Regions from separate parts of the Columba livia genome. Here region 2 is linked to region 1. The links are chromatin contacts, called in public Hi-C maps. All regions are on one chromosome and are shown on one strand. Each heading gives the region's core, a stretch centred on a gene start, on an enhancer-like site or on the middle of the called end of the contact. The rest is flanking DNA. Distances are from core to core; before and after follow the strand shown. Region 1 has its middle 97 kb from the start of PFKFB3. Region 2 overlaps RBM17 (RNA binding motif protein 17).

Region 1 (5,627 bases), core at 2,955-5,454:
GTCAAGGTTAGGCATTAGACACCAGAAAACGCTAAGCTGAAAAAACAAAACCCACCCAAACAACAACAACATCTTTTCAGCAGCTTTGGGCTGGTAGAGGGGAAACAAGGAGAACTTTTCCATGCTGACTCACAGGGTACAGACCGTGTGTCTGTTTTCAGGGATTTCCCTTCTATCACTGAAAGAGCGGCTGGACTTTAGCAAAAAGGAGAAACAGATATTTTTGTCACATGCCAGTGGTAAAGACGGGCTTCACAATGAGCTGTTTTCTTCTTGCATTGAATAAGTAGCTTCAGTCACAGAGAGAAAACAATATCATCTGAAAAACTTTGTTTTCTTGGCCGGCAGAGGCTATCAAGCATTAGGCTGGCTGGGAAATGTCTGGACAAAATACTCCAAAATCTCAGATCAAATGTTTCTAGAGCGTGGTGACCACGAGGTCCTAGAGGATGAAAAGGGATGTGGATTTATTATAACCTCTGTTTGACATAAGGTCTTGCCATATACCACCAAATTCCCAGAGGTTTTTGAAGCGCATGCACCAATCCTCATGCCTCAGAGCAGCAGGAAAAGTTGCCGGATTGATGTAGCTCAGCAGAGACACAAAAAATGATGGGGATCTTTCTGTTTTGGGGGGTGAAAAAAGTCATTTCAGGAGACGTGCTGGCTGTGTGAGCTCCCCTCTGAGGGCTTATGGAAAAGCTGACTTTCTGCAAAAAAATACGAGCATCATCAGGAACACAAGGAAGGAAAGATGCTCTCCTCTGTCTTACCTCCCCATGGGGTCAGAGACTCAAGTAACCTCCCAATGTAGTTTCATTGTCTCCTTTATACCCACAGGATGGGTATGAAGTGGCACCTGCTGGAGGAGCCATTCCATGGATGTGTCATCAGCACTGTACATGAGCCAAAACTTCTTCCCTTGTAAAACTTGCCTCTGTTTATATTGATGACACATCGTTAGTTTAATCTGTTTAGTCCTCTTTACGTTTCTGCAAAGCTGTTAACATTAAACAGGACTTAGCATTCCCAGTTACAGGCCAATTCTCCCTCCCTCTCTCTTTTTAGAGTGGGGAGTATATCCATGTGTGCATATAAAATGCAGTTCATGACAGATTTGCAGAGCCGACTCAGCCAGTCTCTCAGGCTCCAGGGCTGATGCGTTTGGCAGCCTCTTGAACTTGCTCTTTCACCAAGAGATCACATAGGATATGTCAGGGTCAGGGGAAGGTTTCACTTGCTCTGGTCCCTCCAGGCTCTGCGAAAGCAGTGCTGCGTTCAGTCAGAGCCAATTTGTGGGACACCTCATCAAGAGGCAGACGGCAGAGAGTACCCCGCAGGCTGTTTCCAGTGATGGTTCTGAAGAGCTGAGGTCTCAAGAGAAGTGGGCAGACGCCTTTTTATATTCTGAGAGATAGTTGCCTGGCTGGAAGTAATGAACAAAGCAATCTCTTGGAGCAGATCTCAAGAGCAAAGCTCTATGGCTCAGTAATGTTCTCAAGTGGTGGACACATGGGGTCTACTGATGCTCATGGTCCAGACTAAGCCTCCAAAACCCATAAGGCAGTCAAGTCTAATCTCAGTGGAGAGACTGTGAGTGCCCTGGTATCTCGGTCATGCATGCCTGACTGAGCTCTCATGAACGTGGTGGACTGTTGGCAGATCCATTTCCCTGGAGGGGCCTGGGCCAAGCCAAGGGAAAGGAGGAGGTTGGTGATTTGTCACCTCCTGGTGTTCATGCTCCTGGGGTCTGGTTGAGGTCCTATGAACACGTGTGCTCATGCCCCCATCTAGTGGTTGTCTTCAAGCCTGCAACATGTTCCATCCTCTTCCTCAGGTGCCACTCGGCTCAGTGGGGAACACTTTGACTGTGCTGTTGGAGCTCTTGTGGTGCTACCTGCCTTGAGACTATGCCCTTTTGCAACTGGGCTTTGTGGCACATTCCCTCATGGCAAATTACTTGTGTACAAAATTCCTGGGGGGCAGAGAATCAAAATCCGATAGCAGTCATGCAAGTGTGAAGGGACTGTGTCTCTTACTCCTGCCCAGGTTCCCAACACGTGATTTGGCATTGAGGAATGTGTTCTTGCATGGAGCTCATCACCTTGGCTAAAGCTGCAAAGATGGGGAAGAACATTTTGGTGATCATAAGTCAGGTTTTCCCTCACCCTCGTGCTTATGGCTTGCTTTTGTGCAATAAAAAAGTCCCCCCAAACCACCACCAGCATAAAAAAAGGATGAGGGACTCAGATGTGAGATTTTCCCCGGATGTGAGATGAGCTTTCAGGAAGAGATGACATTGTCTGAAGTGAAACTGGAAGCTGTGTGTAAACATTTGGTTGCTCTGTCGAAAGCTGGGAAACAAGATGATGTGATTTTGGTGCCACATGTAACTAGAATACCCCAGAGAGCCTCAAACACTCCACCAGTCATCTACCTTTTACAGAAGCATGCATTGCTCATCAACTCCAGTGGTAGTACAAAGGGCTCTCTATTTTCTGTAGGTATTTTTACAGCTCCTGTTACAGCACTATCTTGACTCTTTACAACCTTTATTGTACCTCCCTCACAACTCTTCAGGCAAGACATCACAGTTATTCCCATTTGACCACTGGGAAAATTGGAGTGCACAATGTTTTGAATTCAACAAGGCACAAATGTCACCACAGGACTCCAAGAAGCACCCCCAATACTGCTCAAATGCTTCCTTGATGTTGAAGGTAACTAAGAGCAAAGCACCATGATTGGTGCTCAGTGGGTTAAGAAGCACCATTCACTTGACGCTTTGAAGATGCCCATTGCACTGGTTGGAAACCACCTCCCCAGATGGGACATGGTTTAGTGACAGAGTTGGGTTAATGGTTGGGTTTGATGATCTGGTGGGTCTCTTCAAACCTAAATGATTCTATGATTCTATGAAAAGTTGCTGTTAGCTACTGGGAAGTGAGAGCAGAAGGTCTCCCCTGAGCTTTACCCAAACTGAACTGCTTCAGGCAGATTTCCTCAAGCAGTTACAGAAACAGCTTCTGGCAGTGTCTTAAACCTACTGCAGAAAGACAAACAAAAGAAAAACCATTATTTTGCACTTTGCCTTTTTATCCTTCACTCATCAATCACCCCAATCTGTCTGAGCTGGACTTCCTATGCTATAGGAGGAGCAAGTCCCTAAAGATCTTCATTTTGCTTAGTGAATAGATGTCCTCTAGGTACATCCCTAGGGCTTTCTGATTTATTCTGCATATGCCTCGCAGGCATAAAATGATTTTTTGACAGAAAAAAACATAGTCTTTCTGCTTGTGTTTGCAAGTGTAATCCTTTGTGAAGAAAAACCACTTGTCAGGACACATTGATATGAGACTGACAGCTCTGTCAGTAAAATATGGCGGCAGGGCCAAAGCTCAGGAGCTGAAGATAGGGTTGTTCCCCCTGAATTTTGATCTAACAGCTGGCAGTAAAGCAAGCTATCAATGACTGGCGATCATCTGTATTTTCTAAAAACATCGCTTTTAGCTCCCTGGTGCATTCTTTTGTGTTGGTTTGAAGAGATCTGCTTGGATCTTCAGAAATTTGTCCAGTAGTTCCTCTGCTTTCTCTGTGTAGAAGCTGGTGGACCGTATGTATCGAGATTGCTTCACGTTATTCCCAGCACACATCACAGCATGGTACAGGAGTGGTCGTGGTAGGAAGGGCCAAAGGGTTGTCTGAGTACTCCATCAATAACAGGGCTGGAGTACCAGTGATAATCACTCCCCATTCACCTCTTTCAGGCCACTCAGATTATTCTAAATGTCTTATTCCACTTGCAATACTCCATTTCTGGCTAAAATGCTTAATTTCTTAGACATGTAAGGTCAGATCCATATCTCAGCCCTCCTTATCACTCTTCTCTGTATTTCTTCTGGTTTTGCTTGTCTTTTTGGGAGAACAAGAATTGTGCTTCATATCCAAGACGTGGAGAAGTGCCTAGATGTCTGTGTCTATGGTACTCTAACCTTTCTGATTACATGCTGAATTTTATTTCCATTTTCCCAACGTCCTTCTTCACCACCTACCTTGTTTTGTCCTCACATTGCTCCCTGGTATCTCCGGGCTGTCATTGGGGAAGGAGAGATGGGTAGTTTCTGGTATACACCCTTCTCAGGCCTTTTTACCCCTAGAAAGAGCAGCAGCACTGGGTAAAGTCTCCTAGAGTTAAGTCAACACCTTTCTGGTGGCATCATGGGGAGCAGGATGACCCCGTAAATCGATTTCACTGTCCTCTCAACAGAAGGTCACCGACTGGAGAGCTGTCTTGGCAAAACCCATTCATTTTAAAGACTAATAAACAAGCCCTCTTGGATGCGGGCTGGTTTACACTTGGACTGGAAGAGAGAAGAAAGATTTCTGTCCAAGCCCTGCAGCGATCCCACAGTTGATAAACCCACTCTTTTCCTTTCCTCTCCTTCCCTCACCTCCCAGGGGTATGACTCAAGTATTTATGATGCAAATCCTTCTTGGGTCAAAAGCAGGTCAGAAAAAGCTGTGCAGGCAGGATAAGGCATCCTCTGTTCCACTAGGGCACATGCTGCAACACAAAAAAACGCTGCCCGTGCCCCATAAGTGCTCTGTTCTCACCCTCCTCCTCCTCCGTCTCGAGCCATGTCCTGCCCCATGAAGATTTTTGGCTTTCTGAAGTCACAAAGGCTGAAACGATCAATGTCAGACTCATCTGCAGAACAACCCTGGGCCTGTGTTTCTAAAAATGGATGGGGTTATATAATTTTTTTGGGGGGAAGTAACAGATGGAAAAACACCATTGGAATCTAATGCTGTGCTCACCAACCATGGCTCATGGCAGAGAGGTTTCTCAGGAAATACACAAACAGCCCTCTCTGATAACATGTATTTGGTGGAAATGGTTTTTGGAAGATAAAACTTGATCCTTGGCTTCCCGAGGCACAGTTCCTTGTGCAGAATGTGGGCCAGGCCGAGACTTTGCTTTGGCTCCTTGTTGACCTGCCTAAAAGCCTCTTGAAATCACTGGGGGTTGTTTTGTACCCTTATTCTTTGCCTTTGTCAACTGAGTGTTGCTCCTTGGCAGGGAGCAGTCTGAGCATCCCTTTTCTGTCTCTCTTGGCTGCCACAGCAGTCCCAGTGATTAAATGAAGACCCTTTGCTGTGTGAATGGTGCTGTGGGCTCTAGAAGACATGCTGGCTCAGCTTTCATTGAAGCTTGAACCTGGAGAAAGTCCTCCAGATCCATGCCAGCCTCCCTGCCTTCACGACACAGCCTGAGCGCATCCCTGCATTTTTCATGTTTCTGCCTGCATGGGGGATGACGGTATCTTATTAACTAATCGGTCCTCATGACAGTCCTGTGCTGCGTCTGTTCCAGGTCACGGGGGAGGGGAAAAGCCGATTTCTGTCATCGCCTGGGGAGTTAATGGCAAATGGGGAATGCAGATCCACCCTCCTCAGCTGGCAGCCAGCCAGCCCTCTCATGTCTGTCCATGGTGCCTCCAGAGATCCCTCAATACTCGTAACAAGGTCACTTACGAATGCTCATTATGCTCTGCCCTCTGCACAGATTATCCAGGAAATACAAGTGGGCTCTGAGCATCATAGTAGTATATTTATACATTAGTTAT
Region 2 (5,439 bases), core at 1,965-4,464, 120 kb before region 1:
TAGAGTAAACCTAGCATTTCATTACACCATAATGCAGAAAAGTGTTCTTTCCATGGAGACAGATGGCAGCTAAATTTTTTGTGGAAAGACCTCTTTTTATGTTATTTTGTACATACTTGTTTTAAGTTTCTGCATGGTGCAGGTTCCAGGGGTGAGATGTGAGATAAAATTAGGCTACGAGGATCACTGTTGGGTTTTCACTATTAAAACTTACTGTTCCTGCATTTGTCATTTGAATGCCCTTAGAACTAGTTAGAAGATGTGGATCTGGGTGGTGAGACATGTCTTTACATAAATTTATTCTCTTTCAGCAACAAAGTTACAGTAAATAATTTCTGATCAGGACATTTCAAATGTTTGCTCTGCTTTGGAAGTTTGGGACTACATTAGAATATTGCTCATTAAAATATGGATTAAAATATTCTTTCTACGCTACTGTTTTGAAAATGTAGTTGAACATAGTATCTTTTTCACTTGGTTTGAGTAGTTTTAAAACTGAAGATTTGTTTCACTATAGTCTTTAAATTTGAAATCCTGTGAAATATGTTTGTGATAGAGACAATATGTATAAATTGCAGTTTGATATTTTTCCCTTGGTGTGCTTTTTGTTCATTTCTAGTTCACCACTGTTGAAAATTCTCAGACTGCTCTCTTGCTGCTGTTCTGTTGATAGAGATATATGTTAAGAATTGGTTGTTAAGAACCCAGCAGCTGCGTTAATACTCAATGAAGCTATTTCAAGCAGCAGACCCTAATCATACGAGTGAATTATCTCCCATTTTTCCCATAGGTATGGGGGGCGCTGCTATTGCACCACCTACTTCTCTTGTTGAGAAGGACAAGGAACGTAAGTACACCCAAATCCCATTCTCTAAAACAGAGCGCTATTTATTTCTCTCTCAATCCTCTAATCAGTTAACGTGTCCTGTCACTCTTCCCATATGGTTCTTTCTGGCAGAAGAACCTGTGCTAGTTCTTTGACGGGAAGCTGTGGGGAACTTCTGATATTATTGTCCTGTTGTAACGATTCTTTCTGTATTGCTTGAGAAGTGGCCGAGCAAGCTGGTCTGTTATAATCATGTTCAGTCACTCATTTCTGATGTGAAAGAAGAAACGTTGCAGATTGGTTTCTCTGGGTAGGCTAGAAACCCACACATCACGGAGAAGGAGTTTTTCTATTACCCTTTGCTATAGGAGGTATCTTATTAATATCTTTTCTGAAGGGATTGTGCGCTACAAACTGAATTTTGTCAGTGTTTGAGGGGTACAATATTTGCTAAAGAGGTGTGAGGTGCGCACTAGGGTTTCCCTCGGTGAAGTTGGCTTGAAGTTGTCCACTAGGTGGCAAAATCTTCCTGTAAGAACAAAACTGTTCAATTTATTTATGTCTAACTGTCTTAAACATTAAAGATAATATAATAAACAGTATGTTGTGTACGTTTTTAAAAAAATAAAAAGGAAAAATAATCTTTTGCACACAAACTTTCCTTTGGGAGTCATGATTTTATTTATGAGAAGATTCAGATAAAAAAAAAATGAAGCTCGGTGGAGTAAGTGAATGATATAATAGTGAAAGCATTTGAAGTGTGTAAACATTAAAAACAGAAAGAGATTGTTTTGAGTAAATAATTAAGAGCAATTGAGCAGTGTCAAGGAAAAGTAAATATCGGCTGGAAATGGTAGAAATATCCTGAGGGGGAGAGCTTTCAAAATGTGACATGAACTCACAAGGAAACCTTTGTATGACTTGTTACTTGGTGCTCAAAGCTGGGGCTGGAAAAACCTGAGAAAACATTGCTGGAGCAGAAGCCCCGTAGTCCAGACCATCTGCCGCTTAAATGAGGATTCTATTTTCCTCATGTGACATCCTCAGACTTCATTTTATTTGCTAAGATACAAGCACTAGTTCTCAAGAAAATGATGTAAAATGAAGTCAGAGTCCATAAATACATTCAAAAGTTGTCTTCAGTGTTCTGTAGGCTTTTTTGTGTGTTTTGCCGCTTGACAGTGGAAGGTAGCTCAGTAGTCTGATCAGTACTGTATATACTTACACATACGTATGTTTGTCTCCTGGGAAAGCTTTCAGTTCAGAAATTGTCAGTGAGATCTCTTAAGATTTTATGCTTTGCTTTGAATTGCATTCATTCTTTTTAAGAGACTGATTTCTCTTTTGTGTAAGTGTACAGTGTAGTTTTCTTTACAGCCCTCAGGCACCAAGCTGTGTGCATTGATCCATTTTTGTCATAATTTAGTTCCTGACGAACGGGACTTGCTTGTCTTCTGTCTGGATAAACTCATTGTAGTGTAGGTGGCCTCTTAATGTTTCTTTTCTCCATTTGATAAGAGGTTAAAAAATGCATTATAGACCTATGGGTATAAACTCATCGTATATCCTATAAGAACAATCCAGAATAACAACTCAAATCTTGTTTCTGAGAGAGGGACAGATGAGGGGATGTTAAAGCAGCATGTGCAGAGGAACATTTTTCTGATTTGCATTTATGTGGAAGACTTTTCTTTAGTAGTTTGTTAGTATTAAAGCAGAAAAAACTACAACTTGCATATGAAGAGCTGTCTGTAAATGTGTTAGATTGAAGGCATAATATTCTAGTGTTCATAACAAGTAGGTAGTTCATGCAAAGTATTTGATTGAAAAAGCAAATGTCTCTGTTTTCTTCAGCTGTAGCATCATTTCCATATGAAGAGGAATCAAGACCTCGGGCACCATCTTCCAAAGCAGCTATTCCTCCTCCTGTGTATGATGAGCCAGAAAGACCTCGTTCCCCTACAGGACCAAGCAACTCTTTCCTTGCTAACATGGGGTAAATGTTTGAATTTATGCACATTTAGTGGAAAAAGGTGGTGGAAACCAAAAGTTAAAATAGTTTGTCAATAGAGAACACAACCCATTGCATGTATGTAGTTAGTCTGAGTGCATGCTGTCAGGAGACAGAAAAATCAGTGGATTGACGCCATTGAGAGATTCATTTGAGGTGGTTGCATTCAAGGCTGTGCTTTTAAGCAAGTTCTGAAGCCACGTTCCAGTGTGAAGTGTTGGTGGCTTTTACAAGCCAAGCTAGTGTGTATACAGGAAAATACGGATGGAACCTTAGTTCCTTTGGTTTTCTTTGTCTTAAATTTTCTAGGTACTAGTGGTCAAATAATATCAGTTCTGCTTTATTTGTTCAAAAATTCAAAGCATACTCGCATGAGTGTAGCAGACACGGCTGCAAATCTGTCCATTTACTTTTCTGCCTTGGATTAGCATTGTGTGCCATTCTTGTGTTACTACTGAGGCAACAAAATGAAGTCAAATTTATAATTAGCGACCTCATTTGAGACGTTTAGTGGTTAGGTATGGTCCTTATCAGTCGCAGTGGGTGTTGTGGAAATGCAGCCTCGGTGTACTCAAAACTATATCCAGGAGGAAAACAGACATAAAAATGTGGGGTTTTACATTATTACAGTTCATTTATGTTTTGGAGACAATTTTTCATGCTTTTTTTTTTTAATAGAAATGCCTTTTTTTTCTTTTTTACATTGTCAAGAAAAAGGATGACCAGACTCAGTACTGTTGGATCAGTTTATGTGTTGTTCCCTTGTCTAGTTAGCAGTACCCTGGGGCCTTCAGTTCACTGGAGGAAGTGCTAAAAATATGACTTGACCTGCCTTACATTGACCAGCACAATTGGCTACTGTTTATTCTGTGATTTAGTGTTTTAACTTTTCAATGTTATGTAGCCAGAATTTTGGCCTTTTTTAATTTGTCTTTGTGTGTTTCATATAGTATGCTTAGAAAATAGTCTTGTAGTCACTGATCCTGCATTTTCTATGTAATTTTACATGCCTCTTGGTAAAATAGCGGTCACTGAACGTAGAATATTTACTGCGGTGTAAACTATTATACCATGGCATGTCTTTTGTGTCTTGGCCTATTGAACTATAGTTTCCAAAGAAATACCAGCACGTTTCTATCTATTAGTTTAGTGGGAATTTTAAAACCTGTCAGTGGAGGTGCTTTTTGTAAGGTACTTACTTTAAAATAGTTTAGGGATTGTATTGCCTCAGTACATTTTTGAAAATTCAGACAGATGAGATGCTTAAATAAATACTGAGGATATCCAGATTTGTTACAGGAAGGGGAAGCAAAGCCATTTACTCCAGAGCTTACGCCAACTTTGAACTAGTAGATAGTGGGAAGTAGATCATCCCACATCTGCCTTTTCTCTCAAGCTCTTGATACCAGCCACTGGCAAAGATAAGAAACTGGACTAAATAGACGCTTTATCTAATCTGGTTTGTGATTTACTGTCAGCAGCCTGATCTGGTTGAAGATGTTCCTGCCCATGGCAGAGGGGTTGGACTAGATGATCTCGAAAGGTCCCTTCCAACCCAAACCGTTCCATAGAGTGTATGATGCTGACTTGCACTGCAAATAGAAGTTGGGTTTTATTTGGAAAAGTGTGAACAATTTTATTTAGCCAACTTCTCTGGCAGCTTTTCTGTCTGTAATTCAGGGTAACACTTTTCATGTTCACAGGGTGCTGTGAAATTGCTGGGTTGTCAAGTCGTGTAGAAACATGTTTTCAGTCTCTGCGTAATGAGATTTTAGGAGGCAGAGTAAATGAGCACTCGGGAGAAATGCAATGTTAATGTTTTGTCTAAGAAACCTTTACTGATGCTTTTTGTCTTTGCAGAGGGACAGTAGCTCATAAAATCATGCAGAAGTATGGTTTCAGAGAGGGCCAGGGGCTGGGGAAGCATGAACAGGGGCTGAGCACAGCACTGTCTGTAGAGAAAACAAGCAAGAGGGGTGGCAAGATCATTGTTGGCGAGTCTACAGAGAAAGGTAATTTTGTCCTATACCAATAAGTTTGTGAAAAATCTTCAGGGAAAAATTATATTTTGGGCTCAGTGGAAGCTCCTGGATTTTTTGTTTGCCATCTATCCTTGCAGAAAATACTAGTTAGATTTGGAAGAATGACTCATGGTCCTTCTCGTGGAAATTGATCTTTTTTTTAATCTTTTTTTGAAGCGGTCCTCAATTATTTTAACGCATCCTCCCCTTCCCCATCAGTTGTCCTCCTTTAGTGTTTGGAAGCCTCTTCAAAGGGTGATCCTGCTCTGCTCCTGATGACTTTCTCTCTATCACATGCTTTAGATATTGCCCTCATTTCCCTGCTGTTGTCTGACGTAGAGACAACATCTCAGCTTACTAGAAACGCACCTCTGCCTGAGCACAGGTGTTGAAAGTCAGATCTCATTTTTAGTTCTTAGGGGATCCAATACAATTCTGAATTTATGAGTTATTTCCCTCAGTATGTTGTCAGTGTTATAGTTTAATTCACGTTCTGTAGCAGTGGTTTTTCTGCTTATTGTCCTTCCAAATAGCTACAAGTTCTGAATAACTATTCCTCAGCAATATGAAACTACATTTTG

Evidence for each region. Hi-C and Micro-C count contacts between places; a contact is called where the count stands out from the background.
Region 2: a Hi-C map of liver shows a contact between it and region 1, with 3 times the contacts expected there. The contact joins two enhancer-like sites. A contact is called at or near these places in 2 of 2 Hi-C or Micro-C datasets (crop and liver).

Annotation. Positions count from the first base shown.
Region 1 is chr1:207,697,953-207,703,579 of bColLiv1.pat.W.v2, reverse strand. No RefSeq gene overlaps it. Among named protein-coding and RNA genes, the nearest start is that of PFKFB3, 97 kb to the left of the region's middle. Within about 2 kb of position 4,204, at least 1 of the 3 cell types and tissues checked has an H3K27ac peak away from gene starts, as active enhancers do.
Region 2 is chr1:207,813,681-207,819,119 of bColLiv1.pat.W.v2, reverse strand. RBM17 (RNA binding motif protein 17) reads left to right here. Exons shown (of 12, transcript XM_065049304.1): 6 at 791-847; 7 at 2,681-2,822; 8 at 4,698-4,849. Among named protein-coding and RNA genes, the nearest start is that of RBM17, 9.7 kb to the left of the region's middle. Within about 2 kb of position 3,214, at least 1 of the 3 cell types and tissues checked has an H3K27ac peak away from gene starts, as active enhancers do.